Linked DNA regions of Triticum aestivum: region 2 is linked to region 1. Evidence: chromatin contacts called from public Hi-C data. All regions are on one chromosome and are shown on one strand. Each heading gives the region's core, a stretch centred on a gene start, on an enhancer-like site or on the middle of the called end of the contact. The rest is flanking DNA. Distances are from core to core; before and after follow the strand shown.

The links. Hi-C and Micro-C count contacts between places; a contact is called where the count stands out from the background.
Region 2: a Hi-C map of an unstated tissue shows a contact between it and region 1, with 9 times the contacts expected there. The contact joins the enhancer-like site here to the promoter of LOC123159772 in region 1. A contact is called at or near these places in 3 of 5 Hi-C or Micro-C datasets (leaf and an unstated tissue).

Annotation. Positions count from the first base shown.
Region 1 is chr7B:631,717,837-631,725,259 of IWGSC CS RefSeq v2.1, reverse strand. LOC123159772 reads left to right here and starts at 2,995. Exons shown (of 9, transcript XR_006479867.1): 1 at 2,995-3,265; 2 at 4,265-4,702; 3 at 4,859-5,033; 4 at 5,130-5,424; 5 at 5,766-5,838; 6 at 5,947-6,037; 7 at 6,404-6,483; 8 at 6,584-6,827; 9 at 6,945-7,361.
Region 2 is chr7B:632,063,905-632,071,327 of IWGSC CS RefSeq v2.1, reverse strand. No RefSeq gene overlaps it. Among protein-coding and RNA genes, the nearest start is that of LOC123159772, 350 kb to the right of the region's middle. Within about 2 kb of position 4,542, at least 2 of the 8 cell types and tissues checked have an H3K27ac peak or open chromatin away from gene starts, as enhancers often do.

The sequences.
Region 1 (7,423 bases), core at 1,746-4,245:
AAGTTGCGTGTCACCACCCTGTTGCATAAGACAGTGTACCACAAATCATTCTCCATCTCCACTTTCCTTTTCATATGGGAAAATAATGTTGAACTTTCACGATGAACTGAACCTGGCAGATAGACTGGAACCTCGGGCTAAAGCTCAAAGTGCAAGCACAATACTCATGGATCGCCTAGCCATGGGGTGCGCTACTCGAGCACCTAGTGGCCCCTCTTGGACGCCCTTTCTACCATGTGTATGTCTTGCCCTGCAATCTTAATCAAAAATTCGATAGATTTTATCATGGCGGCAATACAGAAAAGGCACTCCTTCACCCGTAGGGGCTAGATTTTTTGATTCCACCATCTCCACCGAGAGAACTTGTGTATGTATTGTCAACACCAAGGAAACATATGATGCATTATCTTCGTCCAGATCTCCACCTTCAATGGTATCCATTGTGTAATTGGTATATCAAGCCATTGTAATTATTTCACAATGTTGTCTCCTTATTGTTGATTGTCATGTTTGTTTATTTAGTATAATATTTCGTTCCGACTGTATCTTATTACAATATGTGATTGGTTCGTTATGCTCTTGAGGACATTTGTTGTACGAAATATCAGTTTGCATTGCAATTTTTATTTTTTTAACAACGAGTCATTTAACTATTATTAGAAAACACATCTATCACCGTGGTTTTCGGTGCATCGTGTGCTGCCATTTAATTTTATTATGAACAAATATATATTTTATTTTTTCATGTAGTTTGTTCATGTACAACATAAGGTAGAAAATATTATCGTCGGATGTTCTTGTTGAAGATTATAATACAACATGTCTTCATTTCTACTGGATGTTATTTAGTCATGGACTAATATATTGTACTCCCTTCGTTCCAAAATAAGTGTCTCGACTTTAGTACAACTTTGTATTAAGGTTAGTACAAAATTGAGACACTTATTTTGGGATGGAGGGTGTATAAATTTTGAGATTGAAAATACCAAGATATCATAAATAACGACATTAATAAAAATAACTTATTTATTTATCACTCAATAAATGCATTTCCTATTTCGTTGATATTCCAGTGAAATGATTTTGTTATTCCATTCATATTAACACGGTTAAATTTAAATACCAGAAGATTTTTTTTGATTATAAACTCACTACTCTTGATAGCAGAGGCTACAACTGGCCCAGGATACATTCGGGTTTCATTAATTTATATTTATTCATATATTTTATTGAGTTAGCATATGATAGTATTTTTAGTGCTTAATTGAGATAATAAATCACAACTTTAAAGGACAAAACCAATTTGACGCATCTTCGAAAACATTTTATATAATCATATTATACTCAAGTTACATCACGCTCCCTCAATATTACACTCCCTCAATTTCATACAATATTATGCTCCATGGAATTGTTTTTTATTACGCTCCATTTCATACTCAAGTGGTTTTATACAATATTACGCTCCCTCAATTTCAATCTATATCATACGTATTATTTTTTATTTAACCTTTTCAAGTTACATCACGCATTGAGAAATTGTAAGCACACCAATCAAACACATGCATAACATTTGTAACCAACGACTCCATGAGCAAATGCATGAAGCTTAAACCCTTTTATTAACTTCTTATTAGTATTTATTGTATAAATTTTCTATAACGAAAAGTAAAATATAAACCGTAGTTTCAGTTGGATGGTTCCGCATGGAAACGACCACCGATGCAACCAAGGTAATTGCCCAGACGTCACGGTGTTCCAGAAAACGCTGATGACCCGATCGACTCACCTAGCTAGTGATCCATAGATTTCGTGTTAATCAGTTGTCACTGTCAATGATACGCTCCCAAACGAGAAAAAGCGCACTCCTTCATGCGTGTCGGTATACGCATATGCCCGGTTGTCCATGTCACTGCAGTGTGTCCGCGTCACTATTCAAAGCGGCGGTGCTCGTCAGGCTCCACAATGGGCGGCTGGCAATAAACTTATCTCTAAACCTTGCCGAATAAGCGGCTGATTAAGCTAGACTAGACGGGGGAGCGCCTGCTGTCCGAGTAAGCGGCCACTGTCGCGTAAAGCGCGATCCAAAGCCGATCCGTCCGTCGTCCCGGGAAGAAAAGATCAAAGTAAGAGGCCACTGTTTTGGCCAGTTCGATCGCACGGCGGACAGAGAAAGGCAGTCTGTTTCTTGGAGGGAGTGGCAGTTTGTTTGTACAGTACTACTCCGGTCACTAGATTATGGTCGCTCGGACGCCGCCGTTCAAGAACGGCGGCGCGGCGCGGCGCGGCCAACGCGAGCGTCCGAGCCCAACCCCCGCCATGCGATTGCGATCCGCCGCTCGCGGGCCGTTCGCTTCCGTGGCAGCGGCGCACGCACAGGTAGTAGTCTCGCAGGCAGCGGTCCAAGGATTTCTCCGGCGCCCGTGGCAGCGGATGCGGAGAGGCGGCCGCTTTTCTCGGCTCACACACCTCGCGCCTCTTTCCCACGGCCACGGGAACAGGCTACAGACCGCGGGTCATTTTCGACCAAAGGCATTTCAGCCACTGTACGACCCACTTTTTCTTTTGAATTATCGTTGCACAATCCACTGGCGTGGCTCCGAGATTTGACGGCTGCGCTATAGTCTACGAACCCAACCTTGAGTGGACAACAATACTAGCAGTACTACTCTCTCTGCTTACCAACTGAGGATCCAGACCATGCAGCTCGACTACAATACATTGCATTATAGGTTGCTTGCTTCAGAATGAAGGAATACGTACAACCCGCGACTGTACTTATGAGCACGTTCTGAACAGTGTCATGTACTCTTCCGTGTACTTTATTGAGCAGTATATTGCTTCTTTAAAGAAAGATTGCCGCTTAGGAGTAGTTTGGTTGCTGACTGCTGAGACTTTTTCTGTTTTCTGAGACAAGTTTGCCTGCCGAGAGTCGAGAGCGAGAGGTGGGTGTGTGGTGGCTCTAGTTTTCTTCGATAAGTAGGAAACCCGAGGGCGAAACAGGAAAAAGGGGCCGCCCAGTCCCACCCGCAAAGCTCTGCTTCCGCCGGACTTCCCCTGCCTACCCGAGCCTCCGCAGCAGCAGTGCAGCTGCTTCCCAACGACAACGCCACACCTCCTTCCTTCTTTCCTTCCCCACGATTCGTCCCTCACTCTCTATCGCCCCCGTCTCGCTCTGCGCCAAAGGCACCGCATCGAATTGTCCGCGACGGCGCCCATGGACCGCGCCGACGGGCCGCCGCCGCCACGCTCCGGCGACCGCGCGGTGAGATCCCGACCACCCCCGCTCTTCTACACCCCGGCCGCCACTACCTCCGTTGCTTTCTCTGCGTGAATTCTGCGGCGCTCTGCTGACTGCTCGTGCCTGTGCTGCCGTTCGTTTACCATCTACGAGTCCTGATTGCTCGGCTCTGTTTCCCGTTAAACTCTGCGGATAATTCGGTGTTCGCTTAATTTCGCCTGCTCCTGCTTCAGCGGGAGATGCGAGCTTCGGCGGTGAATCGCGGATCTTTCGGCGCTCCTTTGATTTCCCTTTTTTCTGTCGTGGCGAGTTCAATTGCTAGTGGAGGATCGATCTGTTTCTTGATATTTTCCTTTAACCAAAGCGGCTTTCCTCAATTGTGGTAGACGGGCCCTGTGTGTGCCTACCATGGTTTCCATGCCCGTCTGTCACTGTCCTCACATGACCTACAACTATAGCAGTAGCTAGCGTCTGTTATCAGGTTTCCTGACAGTTTCTCAAGAATTTGCGACACTGAAACGGCTTGCTCGATTTGTGTCCATGTGGCTACTAGTGCGATTGTTCTGCATAGTTAGCTGTGGATAAATTGTTCATCACAAAAAGAAAAGAAAAAAAAAACAGCTGGATACATTGTTGCCTTAGGAACAGAGGACCAGCTTTCAGTTATTAGCATTACAAATGGTATGATCATTCGGGTAGGTGTTTTATTTTAAGCCATGCTCCTCTGTAGACTCATGGGTCATGGTGAAGGTGTTGTCACACTCCTCAGATTCGTGTTTCTTATCAGTGTCTGAGTTACTGAATTTGGAGTTCTAGACTGTGTGGAAGATCACTGAAAGAGAACATCTGATGTTGCTAGCCCATGTGTTTACAACCTATAAGATGAGTGCCCTGAGCTTGATGTTAAGTGTATCGGCTCAAGAATCGTGATGCGTCTCTCACATCTTTCGATGTCTTGCTCTTCTTTCTATTCCATTAGTTTTACAAGCTCAATTTAATTTCGTTCTTTGCTTGACCATGTAGGCACAAGACCAGGATGACACTGCCCAAAGTGCACAGGGGCAGAATTCGCGACGGCCAAACCTTTCTTTGCAAATACCAACAAGGACCTTGGATAACCATATACCTACTTCAACGAGGATTAATATATCCGCCAGCCCCAGTTCGACAAGAGCCGGACTGCCACCAAGGCCTAACTCAGCTAGACCAAAGTCATCTATCAAGCAGCAGAGTTTCAGGTTAAGGAATTCAGCACAGGAAGGTGACCGGACAATCCTCCTACTTCCTGGGACGGCGTCGGAAGGGTCGCTGGATAATCCAACTCAACCAGGATCTTTCTCTTTCAGAAAGGTCATTAACTCATTATCGGCAAAACGTACCTATTCTTTGCCAGTCACACCTGTTGGAACCTCTGATAAAGCTTCTCCGGGAATTCAGATAGTCGACCACCCAACTACATCTGTAAGTACATACATATTTTCTGCTGTATCCAGATAAATGCGAGATTATATACCTTTTACACAGGCCAGTTGGAAATGAGGTCTTGCACTGTCTTAAGCAAATTGCAATTTTGCAAAGGTCCTATTTTTTAAAATGTATGTTTTATGATGTTGTCAGAAACAAGAAGTTCAAGCACAAATTAGGCGATCACTTTCAGTACCAGGAAATCGTAAAAACAGGAGTTTGAGGAGAGCAGATTCACTGGGTGTCATCCGTGTGATTCCAGCAACTCCGCGACCTGTTCCAGCTGATACAGTTGTACCAACTGATGTCATTGAAGAAACAGCTGACGGTATCTACTCTCTTTAAATCTTTACTCTGGTATTTTCTTAGACCAAACCGTTTCCTTCCGGAAGCAGCATTTGTTCATTCCAGTCGTCCTTGTCAGGTCCTGAAGATGGAGGTGAAGATATTCCTGAAGAAGAGGCAGTCTGCAGAATTTGTTTTGTTGAACTCAACGAAGGCGGAGAGACACTTAAAATGGAGTGCAGCTGCAAAGGAGAGCTTGCCCTCGCGCACCAAGATTGTGCTGTCAAATGGTTTAGCATCAAGGGTAACAAGATATGTGATGTCTGCAGACAAGAAGTTAAGAATCTGCCTGTGACTCTGATGAGAATTCCGACTCAAACCGTTACCAGGCGACTAGCAAACGGTGCTCAGCAAAGAGCAGCTCAACAGTACAGGTACGAATGCTTGAGAGAATAATTTGGTTCGCAAATACAGAGTACTTTTAGGTTCAATGCTATCTGGATTGATAGGTAGGAATGCTACTGTTTTCTCCTGGTTATGTGCACTTTCTGAAACAGAGAAGGGAAAACTAACTTCAAATGTATTTTCCAGTAATTTTTGTGATTGATCTACTCTTAGAAGTTACTCCCTCCGTCCCATAATATAAGAGCGTTTTTTACACTACACTAGTGTGAAAAACGCTCTTATATTATGGCACGGAGGGAGTAGAAAACAGCAAATATTGATTGATGAGTTTGCATGTTTGGCAAAATCTGATACTTCCAGTTTCTTGCAGATTTTGGCAGGACATTCCAATTTTAGTGATGGTTAGCATGCTTGCCTACTTCTGTTTCTTGGAACAACTTCTGGTATGTGTTCCTTGCTTGTTTCTTTACCAGTTCACTTGAATGTAACTCAACCTTTTCTCCAGTTCTGTGAAAGCCATCTAAATTGCATCTACTCTTTCACTGGAACAGGTTACTGATTTGCAGTCACGTGCACTGGCAATTTCATTGCCTTTCTCATGTGTGTTGGGCCTCCTTTCTTCCATGATAGCATCCACTATGGGTAAGTAAGAATACTCTATTATTTGGGCCATTTTTGCTACTGTAAGAAGCATTTCCAGCATGACGAACACTAGATATTTTATTGAGAATTTGAGATAGTAAACAGGCTCTTCAGTGTTGTGCATGCAGTGAAAGACCAAAATTCTAGTGTTTTACTACTGCGCCTTCCAATTTCTAACTCAAATTAGTGTTGAGTTTGCTGAAAAAAATGAGTAAATCATGAGTGTATATTAAGTGTCAATGGTGGCACATTCGGTTCCAGTAGTGCTGCAGTCGGACTGTTGTGCCAATTTGCTTAGGGTTATTTATCTGTTATGTAGTGGACTTCTTGTCAACATTATAATCCGAATCTTCTTTGCTCCTTCAGTGACCAAGAGCTACCTATGGGCCTATGCATCCTTCCAGTTTGCTATCGTGATCCTGTTTGCTCATATCTTTTACAATGTGGTATGAAGCTTCTTCCCATAATTACATCCGATGCAGATACAACGCGTTTACAGCACCTCTTAATGTTTATCACTAAACTTGCAGCTAAAAGTGAATGCAGTCCTTGCGGTCCTACTCTCATCATTCACCGGGTTCGGGATCGCTATCAGTACGAACTCACTGCTAGTGGAGGGCATGAGGTGGAGATCTAGGAGGAGCCAGCGGTTAGCTCAGACGCAGCCTCAGCCTGCGAACGAAGGGCAGCATCCAGAGTCTGGGAGTAACGCCGTGAGCGAGAACAGCGGTGATAGGCAGCAACAAGGGCAACCTCCACAATCCGGTGTGCACATCGTCTGATCATCCAGGTTTGTTACCGAAAAATATCAGAGATCCACGCCATCGCTTCTCTTTTTTCTCTAGTGAGAACATTAACTGATCTTTATACCCGTGCTTACCACCGCTCTCGCTATCGGTTTCTGCAGATCAAGACGAGCGGTGATCCAAATGTGTGAATAGCTAGCTTTGCTCTGCGCAGTAGACATAGCTCGTCGGACCTCGGAATCATATAATGGTGGCAAGAATAGATACACGGGAGAAGATCTTCCTGGCCTTTGCATTGGAGGCAGGCAACATGCCGCTTGGCCATGGGTATAGTTAGTCTAGCAGTTTGACATAAAATACCTGGTTTCTTGAGTGTAAAGCATTATATATAGGTCTGAGCCTACAAAATCACACCAGAAAAGCAGAGTGCAGAGATGGTTGTTGTGTTTTACTTTACTCCTTAAGTAGCCACACAGGAATATATAGGGAAATGAGAAAATAGTACGCGAGAGCTCCTTAGCTTTGCTTGTGAGAAGCTTTTACGGATTACCATTTTCTTAAAGAGTGATTTTTTTTAATGGGTGTGACACAATTTGTTTGAATTCAGTGTGCGTGTCGAGAGAGAGATGGAGTGTCAGAG
Region 2 (7,423 bases), core at 3,293-5,792, 340 kb before region 1:
GGGGACGACTAAGCTGATGGAGGAGGAGAGGAACCGGAATGATGCGTCTCACCGGGCCCTATACAAGCTCATCGTGGTACGTTCCTTGTGCATATTAGCCCAATCATGCACGTAATGTTCGCATTACTAACTAATATGACTGACTCGTGAGAACCAAATGTGTAGACCATGTGCGAGAAAAACGGTCAGGCCCCTCCGCCAATGCCCCAGATTGCTCTGGCGGGCACGATGAGTTTGATTTGAATGGTCCTTAGTTACTACTATTCACATTTCAGTTTGCATCATGCTAACGAGACATTATTGGAAATGATCTTTGGTTCAGCATGGCTCCCGACAAGCATCGACCAATCCTTCCGCGTCTGCCAATGCTGGAACCCCGACCGTCACCTCCGTCTGCCAACAATGGCGAAGCCCCGACCATTCCTACACCTCCGTGATAACGGTATTTTTCTTCTTATTTAGCCTGTTTAGTCCATTTATGATATAATTTAGCTTATTTAGTCCACAAATGACATAATAAGATGAAGAAAATCAAGGAAGAGGAAGGAAGGAAGGAATAGAAAGAAAAGAAGAAGAAGAAGAAGTTCTTCTTCTTTTCTTCTTCTTCTTCTTTTCCTCCTCTTACTTGTTTTTATTCGTAAATGGCATCATAACCTTGCTAACCTCATAAATTTCATATACTTAGCTTGTTATCCTCTAAAATGACACAATAAGCTTAGTTAGGTCAAAAATGGCATAATTTGCTACATTAGCTCAAAAATGGCATTTTTCTTCTTATTTAGCCTATTTAGTCCATTTATGACATAATTTAGCCTATTTAGTCCACACATGACATAATAAGATGAAGAAAATCAAGGAAGAGGAAGGAAAGAAGGAATAGGAAGAAAAGAAGAAGTTCTTCTTCTTCTTCTTATTTTCTTCTTCTTCTTTTCCTCCTCTTACTTGTTTTTATTCGTAAATGGCATCATAACCTTGCTAACCTCATAAATGTCATATACTTAGCTTGTTGTCCTCTAAAATGACACAATAAGCTTAGTTAGGTCAAAAATGGCATAATTTGCTACGTTAGCTCAAAAATGGTATTTTTCTTCTTATTTAGCCTATTTAGTCCATTTATGACATAATTTAGCTTATTTAGTCCACAAATGACATAATAAGATGAAGAAAATCAAGGAAGGGGAAGAAAAGAACTTCTTCTTCTTCTTCTTCTAGTCTTCTTCTCCTTCTTCTAGTCTTCTTCTCCTTCTTCTCCTTCTTCTTCTTCTTCTTCTAGTTTTCTTCCACTTCTTCTTCTAACTTTCTTGTTTCCCATTTTGCATATTTAATTCACTATATGGAAGCTTGCATGGATGGAGTGCTTGTTTCTCTGTTCTTCTTTTTGTTTTTATCGAAGAATAATGTGGAACTTGTTATATGGATGCATGGAACAATGTGTTGGATGAACATTGTGATAGTAGTGTAAGATGTATGGATGATACTATGTTTCTTATGTATGTATATATGTTGTCATGGATGGAGCTATGTGTTGCATAGATCATATGTTTGCTGTCCTGTGAAAAAAATATGTATATCTGTGTGTGAATTCCAGTGAAATTAAATGGATATAAATGTAAAAAGGGGATATATAGCCTCTTTGTCGTCCGCTAGCAGACGACAAAGAGTACACGTGGCAGCTTCCTGTAGGCACTGGGAACACTGGCTGCCTATTTGGTCAGCTATGCCGTCTGCTGGCGGATGGCATAGCTGGCCATGTGGCAGCTTCCCAATGCTGGCCTAACTGAGCTCTTTGCCGGAACCTGTTTCTAGTGGTGGTAGGTACAAATCAGACTTGGGAGTCCATGTTAGTAGTCTTCCATGACATTTATGTTGTATTTTGAGGTTTTTAGAGGTTACGTTATCTAGTTGTTCAGAATCATGAACTACTTTGGATCATTAGCTGATTTTTAGTGCATATAGCTTTGAATTTTGTAAGTTAATGTTGATTTTTCAGAGAGCACGTGCTTCACATTTCTTAAGTTAATTTTCCACCCCTGGTAATTTGAATTCATGGATCCGCCATGGGTGGTGTGTGACCAATTGTCCTCGGCACAGTGGCGGCAATAGTACTGTGACAAGGTTGGTGGCTACTAGCTCCTGTCCGGAGAAGGGTGGCAAGATGAGAGGTGAGGTAGGGTTTAAGATCTAATCCTCAATGGCCTTCATCCAACCAACCACCTAGGTTTCCTTGGACTTTGTCGCGCACCGACAACGGATGAGGACGCTAGCATGTCATGTCGCCTGCTCATTGCTGGATAATAAGGGAGATCGTGCAACCTAGCGCGGCCACCGGTGTAGGCAACTTAGACTTCATGCATAGTCATTGTGGGGGAGTCACCTTTGTACCCGTGGCGATGAGCAATCAACGCAGCGTTGTCGGCAAGCTTTGGTTGTCGGTGGCTACCATTGAGTAGAGGCAGATGGGGTGACAGTGTAAAAGCTTTAGCATCGAAACCCTTTGTTGCTGCTTGATTTGTTGATTATTTAGATGGAAAGCTTAATTTCGTTACAGTAGAGAAATCAGTTGACATCCCTTGGGCATGCGAAGAAAAAACAACAATCGGCGAAGTTACTCCCTCAGGGATTATAGGGCCGGCAAGCCATGCAACAACTTTTTTTACCATTAGGCCTCTTGATAAAAATCTCTATGTAAACAGACTTAATTAATTGTCTAGCTAATTAATTGCATTAGTGGCTCAGTTTTCAAATTGATTCGGGTGATAAATCTCTATTTAAACAAACCAGATTAACCACATGCCTAATTAAAAAATGTGCTACATAATTACATAATAGCTCAGTTTTTAAAAAGATTCGGGGCTCTCTTTCCACATTATTTTCGCATAAATGACTGCAAGGGACTAAAGGAGCGAGATACATACTTCCCTTTAATAGTACAGATGCTTGAACATATTGTGTCCTCCTCCTTTTTTGTTGTTTTTCTATACCAGTTTTACTTTTTGTTTTCATTCTCTATTGTTCAGGTTTTTTATAAAATAAAATAATTTTTTTTTCACAATTTACATACTGTTTGTGTTTTCAAAAAATAATAAGAAATTTTAAAACAAGTTTTTGGTTTCAGAAATGTTTGGGTTCATGAAAATGTTTCATGCTTTCTTAACAGATCAAAATTTACAAAATACACACCTTATTTAAAAATTGACTTTCTAAAGATGTTCAGAATTTCAAAATATTCAGTTTTTAAATAACAGAGTTCTAAATTTGTTCACCTTGCGAGATAAATATGTTTTTGATTTTTGAGAAAGATGGTAAAAAACGTCAGAAAAAAAAAAACAAAATAACCAGCTCGCTAGAATGGGCCAGCCCTTTTGCACTCGATCCGTGGCGTCAAAGCACTGTTTGACGCTGAGATCGGCAAACCGGGTGTTTTCCTATTTGATGCTCTCTGCGTTTAAATGTCCCGTAAAGTCTTAAAACATAGATCTCAAACTTAGGAAATTGGCATTAGAACTCTTCTCTCCTTTTTTACTGGTTTTTACAGTTATATATTATTTTTATTTTATTAACTTTTCTTTTTGTCAGAGGTATATTTCGGGTTTTCATTTATTTTTATTTTAATTTATTAAAATAATAAATATTAGAAAGATTATTCAGAATTTTGGATAAAGATCAGATTTTGAAAAAAAGGAATTTAAAACTGTTCAGGTTTTCAGAGAATGAAATCATATACTACTAAAAAGGGTTTCAATTTTCAAGAAATGTTTGCAAAAATCAAATTTCAAAAAATGTTTTGACATATGAAAAACTATTAGTGTCTTAAAAATGTTCCAAAACTTTACTAAACGATTACATTTGTCAGGAAATGTTCGCAATTTGTTTTTTTCAAAAATAATCAATTTTTCAAAAAACTTTCACATTTCCAAAACAAAGATGTTCGTATTTTTTATTCAGGAACTTTTTGTGAATTCAATATCTTATTTCAATTTGAGTGCATAATTTATAAATGAACCAATTTTTCAGAACTTTTATTGATTTCAAGATTTTTTTTTGTATTTGGGGTAATTTTTAGTTCTTGAGACCATTTCCTAAATTTATAATGTTTTCTTATTCAATAATATTGTTTTATAGAATAATTTTAAATTCTGAACCATTTTTGGTTTGCAATTTGTTTTATTTAATTTCGAAAGAATTTCTTGAAATTCTACAATATGTTTTGGATTCTGGAACATTTACTGAATTTTCATTTTATTTTTTTAAATGGTAACTTTGTTTAATTCTATATTTTTAGATTTGAGAACTTTTCTTAAAATATGAACATATTTTATTTTAAGATCATTTTCTAAAGTTTACAAACGGTCTGTAAAATTTCTTAAAATTTGTTATCTTAGAAATCTTACTTTATATGTACAATATCTAACAGTTGGTTTAAAAAGTAACCGGCGGAAAGGAGCAAGGGAAAAGCGAAACTCGTGTCAAAGCTCAGCGCCGTATTGGACCGGCCCACCTCAATGCTATCGGCGTTGTCTGTTTGTCACGACGCTGTTTGACGCAGGGTGCGTCAAATAACGCTCCTGGAAATGTTGGCGGAATGTTGAGGTGAATCCTATGTCACGCTTATTTCGTCGGATTATCGACACTTCGCACAGGCTACGAACGAGCAATCGAGATATTGAGCAGGCCCATTTCTGTAGGTACAATGTACAGACTCCAGGTTTCAGGAACCTTTCCTTGCTTGTTTTCCTGATTTTGGAACCTATCATAAGGTTGTTGAACCAGTATTTTCTAGGACTCAACTACAAATCTGACGTTACATTTTTTACTATGGCAATTCAAACGTTTTTATGGCAATTTTCGTTTGTCGATGATGTCAAGTTTAGTTGGTAAGCATGGAAAACCGGCTCAATTTATTTTTTCTTCAAAAAATTGTCGTGGTTGCAAACTAAATTTGCCATCCCCATAAAAAATGATTTGAAGATTACTCACCGCGTTTACGCGTGGTAAATTTGTCATCCTTATGTTAACATAATTTTCCATAAAAATGTTCGACTTGCCATGCCCAAAATTCCGACATCAGATTTTCAATTTTTTCTATTGTTTTTTTCTGTGTTTTTTATAAAAAATTTACAAGTTTCAAAAATATTCAAAATCTTTTAAAAAAATGTTTATAATTTCAAAGTTGGTTTTGCCCTTGAAAATTGTTTGGAATAAAAAAAATTGGTCAATATTTTCAAAAATTGTTCACCCCGGAGAGCATCTGAGAAGACTCCGAAGCAATTCTTTCAACAAGGACACCACATGTGAAACACCGCACGACCGAGTGCAGCCATCGAAGGTCGAACCTAGGTTTTTCACTACGGAGATCGAGACCCTGTGCTCAGAGAGCACCACCAAGCCCAAGACACTATGCGTTGTCATCACCCTTTATCAAAGAAGACGAAGCTGCATGGAAAGCAAGGATACACCATGACTGAAGTCTTTCTCCATGTTTGGTAAGATGAAGATGGAAGTTGAAGTCCTCATTTGTGTTGGTTGTGTGATTGTGTCGATTAGACTGGTGGTTGTAAGCGGCGTCCTTATGATGTGATATGTACTAGCACCAATCAAGGTACCTTAAAAAACAAAACTCGAGGGACAGTCGCAGGGTGAGGTTTCCCCCTCTCCCCTCCCGGCCCTCGCATCGTCCCCTTGGGCGACTCGGGGGCGACTAGAGTTTTGCCGCCGCCGCCACCCCCCTCCACTCCCTTCCTCCCCCTCGCCGCTACCAGAGACGGCCGCCGGGAAGCCCGTGCGAACGCCGGTGAAGGTGGCGGCGGGGATCTCGGCGCTCCTTCCCCTCTTGGAGGTCGTGGTTCCTGGGGCGGCGGCCCTTGCCGGAGAGGCGACGCCATCAGACGGTGGGCGGCGTTCGCAGGGGGTGCTGGCCAGCGTGCCTGGCCGCGCAGGCGGCGGGTGGCTGGTGGAATCCGGCGCGGCGAGAAGATCTCTTCGTCAGATCTGGAGGTGCGAAATCCATATCCCCTGCTGCCTCGCTCTCGCCTCCGGTGTGGGCTAGCGTCTGGCTCCGGCATTGGTGCGTGTTGGTGGTCAGCTAGGGTACCGGGGGAAACCTTGGCCGGTCTGGCCGGCCCGGCAGCGGCAACGCCCAATGGCGTTGCTTTCCTCCATGGGGGCGCAGCCGAGGTCCCCTGCTCTCCACCCCGATACCCCTGCCCGGGTGAAAACTTTTATCCTCGGCGGATTTGGCGGCGGCGGCGCCTTGCGCGTCGTGACCTTGCTGGAGGCGTCGTCGAGGGTGCGGGGCTCAGTCGGGAGGTTATGCAGGTGAGGGATTGAGCTACCACCTCTGCGTCGTCCGATTCCTTGAAGCTTGTCCTCAACCAGTTGGGCTTGGACTGTGGCGGAGCAGCCGGCGAGATATATCCCAAATCGATGTGGGCATCCTATGTCCATCTTGCGATGCGAGGGCGACAATCTTCCAACTCTAGGGTGAGCTTCTCGAAATCCCGACGATACGGCGCCTACGAGCCATGGCGAGGGGGAAGGGTCCCTCTTCGGTGATTGAGAGGGAAGATGTTGGTTCCTTTCTTCTCTAGGTGTTCCTGGAGCATGGTCCATCCTCGAAGGTCGGCTATGTCCTGCTGTGCTGCTCTGTTTCTGCTACATATGATCCTGGTGTGGAGTGCTTTGCCTTGCTAGCTGCAATTCATTTGCGGCTTGTGGAGGCTGTAGTGAGTAGGCTTTCCAGTGTTCCCCGTTGTATCGTTCTGACCGTTGTAAGTTGGGTTGTCTGTTGTAATTCCTGGTCGGTTGATGGCTTTGTTAATTCAAAGTCGGGCTCTTTGCGAGCCTTCGTTCTAAAAGAAATATATATGATGTGATATGTACATTCTCATCCTTGTTTTCCCTCCTGACTATAAAACTCCGCTGGATACTCCTCCGAAGAGATTAAATGAAGCACTGTTATATTTCGTCAAAACTAAAAAGGAAGTACAATTTGTATGATGTTCTGTTGCGCAATATGTATTGTCATGTTAGATATTTCTCCTATAGAAGTACAACTAGCGGGTGCACCCGCGCATTCGCGTGGCTAGGATTGGATTTTTTTTAATAATTGGTACGGTGATGTTTAAATTTATAATTTTCAACATTTATTGTTCAGAACTTTATATTGTTATGTGTTGAGCACATCCCTGTTCATGTTTGTAACTTCTTACGGTCATATTTACTTTTTTGAATTTTTCAGTTTATTTAATTTTAGAGATTTGAATATTTAATGTTGGTAACTTCATATTATTTTGTATTGAGCAACCCCATATTCATTTTTGTAGCTTTATATGGTCATATTGTTTTTCTCCATCTATTATACGTTTTACCAAAGCTTATACCAGATACACCCACTATTCTAACTTCCAAGATAAACATTTAGAAG